2 separate regions of the Rattus norvegicus genome follow, and region 2 is linked to region 1. A link is a contact called in public Hi-C data. All regions are on one chromosome and are shown on one strand. The core of a region is the stretch at or near the end of the contact, and the rest is flanking DNA. Distances in the headings are between cores, read along the strand shown. Region 1 overlaps Exoc3 (exocyst complex component 3). Region 2 overlaps Zdhhc11 (zinc finger, DHHC-type containing 11).

Evidence for each region. Hi-C and Micro-C count contacts between places; a contact is called where the count stands out from the background.
Region 2: a contact with region 1 is called in a Hi-C map of the A7r5 cell line, with 2.5 times the contacts expected there. The contact joins two enhancer-like sites. A contact is called at or near these places in 2 of 12 Hi-C or Micro-C datasets (the A7r5 cell line and mammary epithelial cells).

Annotation. Positions count from the first base shown.
Region 1 is chr1:30,935,968-30,942,046 of GRCr8, reverse strand. It overlaps Exoc3 (exocyst complex component 3), which reads right to left. Exons shown (of 13, transcript NM_001024964.1): 5 at 5,363-5,480; 6 at 4,476-4,601; 7 at 1,348-1,448. Among named protein-coding and RNA genes, the nearest start is that of Exoc3, 19 kb to the right of the region's middle. Within about 2 kb of position 3,061, at least 1 of the 93 cell types and tissues checked has an H3K27ac peak or open chromatin away from gene starts, as enhancers often do. A contact at or near this core is called in the A7r5 cell line, where this site is marked.
Region 2 is chr1:31,144,859-31,150,937 of GRCr8, reverse strand. It overlaps Zdhhc11 (zinc finger, DHHC-type containing 11), which reads left to right. Exons shown (of 10, transcript NM_001419501.1): 3 at 5,703-5,881. Among named protein-coding and RNA genes, the nearest start is that of Zdhhc11, 7.6 kb to the left of the region's middle. Within about 2 kb of position 3,172, at least 43 of the 93 cell types and tissues checked have an H3K27ac peak or open chromatin away from gene starts, as enhancers often do. A contact at or near this core is called in the A7r5 cell line, where this site is marked.

The sequences.
Region 1 (6,079 bases), core at 1,812-4,311:
AAATATGGTTTGGTCTCCTGACACGAAGATACTGTGAAACGCATGACCGTTACTAGAAAAGTATTTCATGAACCAGGTACCCACAACTCCTATAACAGGACTAGAGAGGTGACTCGGTAGGTGAGGTACTTGCCCAAAGCCTGTCTACCTGAGGTAGATCCCTGAAACTCACATAAAGGTGGAAGGAGAGAACCAACCGCACAAAGTTGTCCTCTGATTTTCTCACATATACCACGGCACAAAACCTTCCACAAAACCCTCATCAGTGTGAGAAACATTACCAGACAACACCTGATAAGATGAAGAAATGAATCAAAAAATAACCAGAGTCTTGAGATATCTGGAAAACAAACACCTAGGGTGCCACTGTGGCATTCTGTATATTTTTTTGACTCATTAACCTCAAACTGTTAACTAGTGGGGAAGATCTACACACTTATTCTGATTTTGCCCATCTGTGGTTCAAGATCAACCAAGGGGGGAAAAAATCCACTTCATAGAAGGCCCCACCTCAAAAATGAAGTGACTGACTTGGAAGTGACGCTGAGAAATGACAGCTTTGGGAGAGCTCAGCAATGACTCCATAAATGGACTGAGGAGCTCAGCTACAATTCTATGGGTGGAATGTGGAGATCAGTTATGGCCCTGGGACTGAGAGGAATCAAATCAGGATCCCTCGGTGGGTAGCAGATGGAACTCTAAGGAAGGGAGGAGTCTGGCTGGCAACTGGGCTGTCAGAGACATGACATCTGACCACGCACACTGAAGACGTGTTGGTGAGTAAAAAGAGACCACGCCGGCTTCTTGAGAGCTTCCTAGTGAAGAGGGAGAGGAGCAGCCTCATGCTCCAGAAGCCTACATACTTAGACCACAGTGACACACAGGCCTGCCAACCTAGCAGTTGAGACGACGAACTTTAATATAAGATGTCAGATACCTACTACATGACTGATATTGTTGTGGTTCTAACAGAGAATCTGGGACTCAGCAACATCTGGGCATCAGAGTGATAGAAGGGAGGCACAGAAGAGAACAGGCATGTGAGGATGGCCTAGAAGACTTGGGCACTATGATGGGAGGACAGAGCTCATGGGATTCTTCTGTCCAGACTTGAACATCGTTATGTGAACAATTCACAGGGAAAGGCCCACTGTAAAACAGTATGTCACATGCCCCATCTGATTAGGATATTTTCATTTTTGCATCTTCTTCTTTTTTAAATATTTTTGCATCTCTGAACAACAAAAGGGGCTAACCTTTGAAAAATGGCATCCTAGAATCAACAGGTTTTATTCTTAATTTTAAAACACATAATTTGTAATTCAGATTACTGGCAAAAATACATACCTACTTAGGAAAGAATTCATTTGCTGAAGACACAAAACTAATACCTTTGTTTTCAAATCTTCACTTATTTGAGCAGCAACTTGAAGATTCTGTTCAAACATCTAAAAATTGAAAAAAGGAGACACAAAAGGAGAACAACAGCATAAAAGAACAGGGCATTAAGAATTGTGAAACAGTATTATAAAAGCATAGAATAATGTTCCCATTAATAAAATTCTACCTGGGACATCCTTCTCCAAGGTCTGCCTGGTTAGTCTGCCTGACTCTTTTTTCTCTCACATTCTCTTCAACCTGCTAGATTTAGTCTGGAGTCCTCATCTAGTGCCCTGGCCTAGTCTGGTCACCCCTGTTGCACCTCAAACAACCTCTAGGCATCTCCCATGATCTACTCTCCCTGCTCTTAACTTACAGGCCCCTACCATACAATATTCAACCTCTCACTGAGCTAGATCTCCTCTCACACCCCAAGCCTGGACCAGAACACACATTCTTTACAGCGGTCCCGTCTCCTTCGTCCACATGCTTTCATTCCTACCAAGCCATTTCCAACCTCCAGATCCAGCCTGCCTATGTATCCTGTTCGCTCTTCTACCCCAACCTGCCCTGTCTCAGCAGACACAGAACTAACAAAAGAAGTCTATATGCCCAGAACTCATCACAAAAATACAAACAATATCTCTTCTCCAAAACCTATCACACCTTATAAAAATGCTTGTCAATAAGAATTGCCTATATGAAAATCAGGAAATAGAATTCAAAAGAACACATAAACTTCATCAAATAACTCAAGGAACTTAAAGAAGACACAAAGAAGCATCTCAATGAAATTACATACAAAAAACTTGTACCTGAATAATGCCCAAGAAAATACAAACATAAGGCTGATGGAAATGCTGGAGACAGCCCAGACTGGAAAAACAGAATTCAGTAAAAATAAAGAAAAAGAAAGAGAAGATCCAACTTACAGAATAAAAAATGAACAGGGAGATAATAGATACTAAAAAAAGTCAGATTATTAAAAGGGAATACTTTAAAAATCTGTACTTCATTAAGATGAAATTAATTTCTAGATTTAGCAAAACCATCAAAATTAAACCAAGATGTCAATAACTCATACCAAATGAGAAAATTGAAATAATAAAGAAATTCTAGGATCAGATGGATTCACAGATGAAGTACACCAGACCAGACTTTCAGTGAATGAAGTTCTACAGTCAATCATTCTTTAAAAATCTGAGGGGGCGGTGAGGAGAGATGGAAGGGGGGAAGGGGGAGGGGGGAGGGGAGGAGAACTTCTATCAAGCTAGTGTCACTCTAAGACTAAGACAGGTAACGACAGCAACAACAACAGCAACAGCAACAACAACAACAACAGCAACAACAGAAACTAAAGCCCAATACGTCTGATGAACACAGATTCAAATAAAATAATTGCAGAGAATACAGATAGAGCAAAAAGATGACCAAGCTAGATTTACCCCTGAAATGCAGGGATATTCAACATACACAGTTCAATAAATTTAAGAAACCACATAAATGGATTTAAAGACAAAAATCACATGCTCATCTCAACAGATCTAGGTGAAGCCTTTGAAGGGTGTGGGTGCAGTGGTGGCATCTACACATTGGCGATAACCAGCACTCTGCTCTGTCTCTGTGTCTGTGTCTCTGCCTGCATCAGGAATGTAAGCCTGTGAGTCAGGACGTAAATCGCTCAGCTACTGTGCCAGCACCATGATGCTGCCAAGTCCCCGCCACGCTGATGGACCAAACGCACCGAACCTCCGCACTGTAAGCAAGTCCCCAATTAAATGCTTTCTTTAGTAAGAGCTGCCTTTGTCATGGCGTCTTTTCCCAGCAAAAGAGAACAGTGACTAAGAAGTACAGGTAAGTGTAAGCCTCACCCTTCCTTAAGAAAATTTCTCTTTGCTAGAGATGGAGACCATTACAGAAAACTGTAAATAATCAAAACCCAGAGTTGTGGAGCCCAGTCCCAACTGATACATCTACCACAATCACCTGGATCAGGGATCGCTGTGTAGAGAGGGAGGTAAGACTGCAAGAGCCAAAGAGATAGAAGTTTGCTGTGAGACGGTGTCTCCTAGAAATGTCAGAAGTTATACCAGTGAAGTCTCACTAACATGGCTGCCAAAACATACCCTGAACAAGGACAGTACCAACAGACATGCTAACTCGGATGAGAGAAAGCTCACGAGGCCTCAACTCTAGACAAAGAACTAGGGGCAATTATGGAATGCTGAGAGTAGGAGAAAAAGTCTTCCTAGGGAGGAACTACTAGTTATCCAATATGGTGAGCTCTGAAAACATACATCCAAGTAACATTTTGCAGACTAAGCAGGTTGTATTTATGACATAAAACATATATGTATAGCCATACACATAAATGTATATAACACCAATTAATAAAAAAAGAGGCCATGAATTTGAAAGACAATAAGGAGGGTATATGGGACAGTCTGGAAGGAGAAAATGGAAGGAGGAAATGATGCAATTATATTATAATCTCAAAAAAGAAAGTATATAATTAATAAAAAAATTATCTGGCAGTTGGAATAGTCCAAATTCAAAGACAAAAATAAAAGTATCTGAAAAACAATGGAGTTAAACAATTTTTCCAGTGGGGAAAAAAGCCTAGCACACATTTTACTAATTACCTTCAGTTGGAGTTCTAGCACAGGGAAATATTTACCCTTTCATTATAACCATGCGGTGATAAAGTGACCAGAGGGCTGACAAAGAGGTGGGGCCAGGAGGATGGTTATGTGCACTTATGTGCGAGATTAAACTTAATTATGTGGCACTCTGAAGACAAGTCTTGACCATTTCCCAGCATGGAACGTAAAAGAGCGCAGAACAGGAGCACCAGGTACAACCAATAGAATTAACCTCTAGTGCAGACCCAAAAAGATCTCAAGCGACTCTGGGTAACACTACTTGGTAAGTGTAAGTCTGAGCCTCAGTTTCTTTAGCTCTAGAAAGCAGAGATAGAGGTATCAGGGAAAGCATGTTCTTACATCTACTTTATGAAGTCTAAGATATTTGCTGTCTATGAAGCCAACGGATCCTATTAACCACATGGGCCCCCGGACCTTTAATAGGGCTTATACCTGGAATACAATGGCAGGAAGTGTCGTCTGATAATAGCCGTCCTGGTCTGCTTCCGGCTCCGTCTCTTTGCTCCAGTCTTTCTTGTCTGTCTCCAGTGCTTTCCGAAGCCAGGCAATGATGTTGGACTAGGAGTTTGATATTATGGGAAAGGAAAGAACAAGCTCTGAGTTATACCAACATCCTCTCGGTAGCTCTTGTAAGCTGCACAGACTAGATACAGCTTTGCACAGCAATCCTTGCTTCCAAGCACAGAGCCTGCTAGAGCAGGCTCTTCTCATGCAGTTCACTGGGGTGCAGCGCTCATGCTGGTCTTTTCGTATGTGGACCACCAAAACACTAACTATAGATAAAGAGGGAAAGGATCAAGAGGGCTATTGGTGAACATTATGCTGGAGGACAAAACCAGATGTCCAGCATCTGATGGTTAGGCCTAGGACATTAGAGAACAGACTCGTTAGCCCAGTCATCTCAGGCCACAGCAGAACACAGCTCTGCAGACCTCAGGGACTCTCAGAGGGAGCTCAGATGCCATCTTGTTTACTATTCCCTCTTACTGAGGCTGTCTAATGGTTCTGAGTTTCATGTGAGACTGGCCCCTTGGTCCTCAAATTGTCACCCCACCCTGGAACACAGTATGAATTGGTTCATAGCCTTGCCAGGCAAATGGCTGGCAGAGGTTGGCTCCTCCAGCAGAAAAGCTTCGTGTATCTGTGAAATCCATTCATATAAGCTCCAGACCCAGGCCAGAGTCTTACAGAAAGTGGACATGCCCAGACCATTTGAGGGATGGCTAGTCTACTGAGGAGAGCTAGCTCAGGTGTCTCACCACATTACAGACAGACAACCGCCACAGCACGTTCTGGCCCTGCAACCCAATTCTACTCACCGTGAGTGTTGACATGTATGTGTCGAGCAGCTCAGAGACCACGTTTGGTGAGAGGAGCGGTTCCAGGGCATTAACGTCCACCTCTGGGGCCAGCTCCACATTCCCCATCATCTCTGCACTGCAGTGAAAAGCAGGTGTAAGCGGCAAACCACAGCGGACACTCAAACACTCTCAAGGGAGTCTACTGTTCAGCTAGACATGTGAACGCACACCCTAGAGATCTCAGTGCTGACACTTCCACAAAGTCAGGAAGAACAGCAGGGCTCATACATGGAAAACACAGAATGAAAAGTCAAGTCTTTGAGTCACTCCATGATGTCACCATGCAGGCTATACAGTCACTTAGGTAATCTCAATATGGCCTCTTCACATTGTGCCAGATGCACAGGGGGCTTGCACTCAAATGCAGGAAGTAGTCCACAAAGGTCTGTCTGTCTTAACTCGCTGTGCTCTAGAGCTGAGGTCAGGACCATACAAACAGAAATTATCCAATCATCACACTTCATTAAGAAGACAATGGACAAGTACTGTTATTTGGAACACTAAGCACTGTCATGAAAGTAATTCCTACAGGAGGGTGAGACTAAGGCAAGAGATAAATGTTATTGAAGGAGACGTTTGAAAGTAAAGAAAGATAACATTCATTTTACTGTGCAGAGGGCAGGGAAACATGCTAAGTTTCATAGAAAATATATTTGTGCATGCAACTGGGCTCAC
Region 2 (6,079 bases), core at 1,923-4,422, 210 kb before region 1:
GTGCACACATCCCAGACATGTGAACCCAGGACACGCTTTTACTCGATTGACCTTGCAGCATCAGGTCTTGTCTAGGGGAGACAGGGTGAGGATGGTGTGCAGGAACCAACGGCAGGTGCAGGGAATCGCTTCGGGTTCCTGCGTGCCCAGGATCCAGATAGGCAGCAGCACCCTCTTCCAAGAGGAGTCTTTGCTAAAGCTCTATCCAGTCACCAGAACAGAGTAGGCATTCAAACCGTGTGAGACTAACTTCCATGTGGGAGCTCAAATGTCCACATGGGAGGGGAACAGAAGGGTATAGGTACCTGAGTCGTGCTATTCAAACACACAGCACCCCACCTGTATTCTCTTCCCATCAGGGTGACAGCTTCCAACTCTGAGTGGTGGCCCATCTCACTATACCTACTATGGAGGCCACAAACCCTGCTGTACCCTCCTTGGTCCTCCAGAAACTCCAGACCTTGTTGTTGGCCTACTGAGCCTCCACTGTGTCCTGACACCCAGGCCCTCTGTCCTCCAGTAGCATCTGCCTCTAACCAAGAGCCCTCAAGCTCCCTAGGTCCGCGGGGCTGAAAAGCAATGCCATCAGTTCCTGTGTGCTCTTTAATGTAGGCAGTTGGCCTCCTGGGTGCTCAGCCACAATGGGGGATAAGAGATGATACTGAAGTCATCAGCCCATAGCTCAGTGCCCCGCTTCTGTTTATGTAACATCAGACATTGGCCTCACCAAACGCCTCAGCATGGGTGAAAACAGGCACTAGCTCAACAATTTCGAGTGCCTCTCAAGTGACCTTTATGTGAGTTTTAAAACCCAGAATCTAGTCAGCGCTGAGGCCAGCGCTGAGGCCAGCGCTGAGTCTTGAATATGGGATGGAGCCTCTCTGTCTCCTTAGGGGAGCACGGCAGTTGCCAGGCTGAGCTTGGCTGTGTTTCTGAGTTAGGCAGCCTGTGGCCTGTCGGGTTGACCAGGAGTCCCAACAAGAGTCTTAGCACGACCCATTGCCATTGGGGGTACCTGTGGGGGACCTAGTTATGCTAAATCTCTACATCCACCATTCTTCCTGAATAAAGGGGTGTTTCCTTCCCGCTCCCTGCCTTCCATCTTGCTGCCTTTCTTTCATATCTTTCCATGGTACTGTGGAATAACGTGTGTGACACATATGGCTGTCCTAACAGAGCTACCCAAGGTGTCTTAGGCAAGAGATGATGTATTTCCCTTAGTTCTGGGGAAGCAGTCTAACGTGAAACGGACACAGGCCCATGTTCTTCTTAAAACACTGGGGAGTACTATGTCTCCCTGTCACTTTGCCGCTATGTCACCTTGGCCTGGGGATGCAGTCTTCAGTGTTGGCTCATTTTCTGCCCTGGGAATTCAGTCTGCTGTATTTCCCATAAAAATATTTAGAGAGCGAGTGAGTGTGTGTTTATGGCATGCTCGCCATTGCATGTAAGTGGAGCTCAGAGGACAACTTTCTTTTTTCTTTCCCACTATTTATTCACTTTACGTCCCTATTGCAGATGCCCCTCTCTTCCCAGCCCCCCTCACACAGTCCCTCCCCACAGCCCCTCCCCACAGCCCCTCCCCACAGTCCCTCCCCACAGCCCCTCCCCACAACCTTCCCCACAGCCCCTCCCCACAGTCCCTCCCCACACACCCTCCCCACAGCCCTTCCCCACACACCCTCCCCACAGCCCCTCTCCACACGCCCTCCCCACAGCCCCTCCCCACAACCCTCCCCCCACACCCTCCCCACAGTCCCTCCCCACACACCCTCCCCACAACCCTCCCCACAGCCCCTCCCCACAACCCTCCCCACAACCCTCCCCACAGCCCCTCCCCACACACCTTCCCCACAGCCCCTCCCCACACACCTTCCCCACAGCCCCTCCCCACAACCCTCCCCACAACCCTCCCCACACACCCTCCCCACAGCCCCTCCCCACAGCCCCTCCCCACAGCCCCTCCCCACAGTCCCTCCCCACACACCCTCCCCTTCTCCTCCAAGAAGGAGAAGAACCCCGTCCCCGAGGTACCAACCCACCCTGGCACATCAAGTCACTGCAGGACCCAGCACATCTGATCCCACTGAAGCCAGGCAAAGGCAGCCCAGAACGGGATCCACAGGCAGGCAACACAATCAGGGCCAGTCCTCTACCCCATCCCTGAAGAGGACAACTTCCAGGAGTCAGTTCTCTCTCTCTATCTACCACAGGGTCCAGGTTGTCAGACTTCCGCAGAAAGCTCTTTGAGCTGCTGCATCCCCTTGTTGGCCTACAGTTGCCATTTTTATAAGGTCTGTGGCCACAGTGGATGAGATCGTTCCCAGTGGCCTCGTTTACTTGGTTTGCGATGACTCTGTTTTGCAAGTGAAGTCTTCTGACTTTGGTGTCAGGACGTGTATATGTTTAGGAGACACTCACTGCCTTATAATCACTGCTTGCTTCTTTTTATTCCTAACTTGGCTCTGTTTGGCCCTGGATCTTGTTGGTGGCTTTGTGTTTGCTGCATTGGGCCGTTCTGGCAGCACATCCAAATGGACTCCATTCTTTCCCAGAGCCTGCTCTATCCACTTGCTAGCTCAGTCTGGGTTGTTGTTCAGGGACACTGGAGCTCCTGCAGCGTTCTTGGCTTTTCTGGTCAGGTTATTGCCTCTGAAATTCTTTCACTAGCTTGACGGTTGGGAGCCAGGCTACACCCGCATTGTGCTCAAAGGAGCAGTGCTTAGTACTAGTTTGCAGCCACTAGAGGGCACCAGCATCATTTGGCGCCTGCTAGGCACTGTGAGGGGCTGAGAAGTGAGGGGCTGGGTTAGAAGAGCTAGGACTTTGTGTGGAGAGGATCCTAGGAAACCCTGAGGTCAGAAAAAAGCCTGAAGATCCTTCTTGTGGTTCATATGAGAAAGGGCCCGCCAGGCTTGTGAGGGTCCTGTCACCAGTGGGACTCCTTCCCTGCTGACAAAGGAATAGATAACACAGTTTAACCAACAGGGCCCACAGTGCAAAATCAACCTTTAGCCTATAAATCTTTTTTTTGAGTCCTGGGTTGTGCCAAGGCAATGTGAACTAAGTGGGTGTGTGTGGGGGGGACAAGCAGGGTGTCTTAGGCTGCTGTTGTAGCTCAACCACGGAATTTGCCCTGGGGGAATCATGAGTCCAGACAGTACCAGAATGTTGGCTCCTCCTGGGCCTCCCCTCTTCCTGCGGAAACAGGACAAGGGAGAGGTCAGTAGTTCGAGGAGGCTGAGGAGGGTGGTGTCCTGAGCTGGCGCCCTTCCTTTATTTGTTTACTAAACACAGATTGTTGCTAGGGAATGTTCCAGCCAGCTGTGGTTCTCATAGGCTCCCACATGGAAACTTCCAGAGGGAGTTGGAGGAAGGCCTCCATGGAGGACGCCTCACCCTGCTACTTTCACATTTAGTTATCCATTGAGACAAGGCTCTAGAGGAGACAAGGGCAGTTCCTGAAGAAGTTCCTCTTCTGGGCTCCCCCTTGGGAATGTCGCCTTGGTGTGTGGTAGGGAGTGGCCAGCCAGGTCATCTGAGACAAAATATAGTATAAAGTAAGGTCACCAACATGATTTCTATGGGTGACAGGGATATCATTGAGTGGTAAAAAAAAAAAAAAATGCTGGCAAAGAGATCCTGGACAAGCTTTGCACAGGAGAATGTGATAAAAGATGTGCGGTAACTTCTGTAGGGGAGCTCCGTGTCCAGGAGGGACAGATTGAAGTCTGAAATCTGAGTCCCTTTTGTGACCAGAGGCCTTTTGTGACAGACAAATGCTTTTAGGGTGGCCCCCTGGTACTCCATGTGACGTCTGGGGATTGACGGTCCTTTAGGATCTGTTTGGCAGGTTCAGGTTCCAGAGATTCTGCCTCAGCTGTACCCTGAGAATACTTTGCAGCCATACCCTCCACATGACTGGCCTACATCCCCAACAGTGGGACTTCATGTGTGAGTAGAGGACGGATGCTGGTGGGTTGGAGAAGATATGGAGGTATCATGAGATGCGGTCACGGAGAGCCTGGGCAGTTGACCTCAGCTTTACCCTGTTTGCTCCTCAAAATGCCTCTTGGGCTTTCTGCCTGCCTACGGGTTTCTGTTAGAACAGGCCTGTTCTAGTGTCACAGGGAAAGAGTCAGAGTCCAGTATAAGACTTCCCGTGTCCTCGATCCTTACCCACCAATGTCCCAGGCTCTGACCAGGCTTCTTACTACCCGTCATCATGAAGGAAACACATTCACCCTCAAATTAGCTTCGAGAAGTGGAAGAGCTGCTGGGCCATGCTCTTGCCATGGTAGCATCAACAGCTGTGAGTGACCCTGTGCCTACTCCCACTGGCCTATACCATAGCTGCAATCTATGCTACAATAAAAAGGTAGCAAGAGCCTCTTCTGCCACACTCCCATCCAGCCCTGCACCAGCTCCTGCTCTGGTCCTCCTGGAATACAGCTTCCTGTCTTCCTCACAGTCATTTCTCTGTGCCCTGACCCGCTTCTCCGTCCTGTGTCCATGCCCTGAATCCTTCATCCTGGCCAGTTCATGCTTGAAGATGAGGTGAGCAAGACAGGACCTACACCAGGGTTTGGGTCAGTATACAGGCCTCTTGCAGGCTTATCCTACATCACTGATTCTTTTTAGACCTTCATTAGGGCCTCCTCTCCAACACACATCACCCACAAAACCCAACCCCAGCATACAGGATGGCTTTGGAAATCAGCACTACAAAGCCAGGCCAGCAACCCTGAGCTCATAGAAGGGCTGGGAAAAGGGACTTCTGGCTGAGTTAACTATCCATGTCCTGTTAAAATCCCCACAGAGCCTCTTGTATATGCCTATGGCCTTTCTCTTGCATAGATACAAAGAAGCCTGCCTGCTGGCCCAAGCTTAGGCTGTGGGGCATGAGACTTTGTTGACTTCCTTTAAAGATGCTGTAAATGCTGGTCCACCTGGCCCAGAAATCAGGGCAAGAGGGAGCCTCTGTTTTCTTTTTCTTTTTTTTTTTCCTGAGCTGGGGACCGAACCCAGGGCCTTGTGCTTGCTAGGCAAGCTCTCTACCACTGAGCTAAATCCCCAACCCAAGAGGGAGCCTCTGTAATCAGTGTCTCCTCCTGTATATTATCCCAGGGACAGGAGGAGGGATGGAGGGGACAAAGACCTTCTTGTGGCCATATAGGCTTAGATGGGCAAAGCCCAAAGGTTCCTGAGAGTTTTGTGGCCCCTGAAGCTCTAATTCAAGCTGAGGTTGGAGAGTACCTCCCAACTGCTGCCTGACCTTCATGTTTCTGATGAACACAGCTTTCTCCTGTGTTGTGGCCAACAGTAACTCTACTGCCAATGGAACCCACATATGTTGCATCATCTTGGCCTGGTCTAGTCCCACTTATATCCTAGGCCTTTCCCATCTGGGAAACACCCACTAGCAGGTGAACCACTTTGGGTCTCTGAAGCTATCATTCCAAGGTATAAACTACTCTTTTTCTTGTCCCTGCCACATAAGACATTTCAGGGCTTGTGCACACTGTGGCCAGTAGCTCGCTGGCTTGTCTGCTTCTCCAAAGGGAGTATCTCTTAGGATCTGCTCTCTGATGCTGCAGATATCAGTGAGTAGGAGTCCCAGTGTCTGACACTGTCTGTCCCACTGGGAGACCCTTTGCACCACGTCGGCCAGGCTCAGGGCTGTGTGTTCCTTGACAGCCCAGGTGATGGGTGGGGTGTTCATGTTCCACCTCGTCGTGCACTTGATCGCAATTACCATCGACCCAGCTGACACCAATGTCCGACTCAAAAAGGACTACTTGGAGCCTGTGCCGACCTTCGACCGGTCCAAACACGCACATGTGATTCAGAACCAGTATTGCCACCTGTGTGAGGTTACCGTGTGAGTGGAGTAGGAGTTTGGGTATAGAATCCTGCTGTCCTGTGACCCCCACAGTTGCCCAGATGAGTCTGCTGCTGCCAGGCGCTAGCATTTTGTGGCACTCCATGAAGGGTGCAGTCATGTGCTCGCAGCCTCCTATTGGGCTGCTATACTGCCCTATTCTATAGCTAACAGTCCTGCCTCCTGGTTCCCAACACC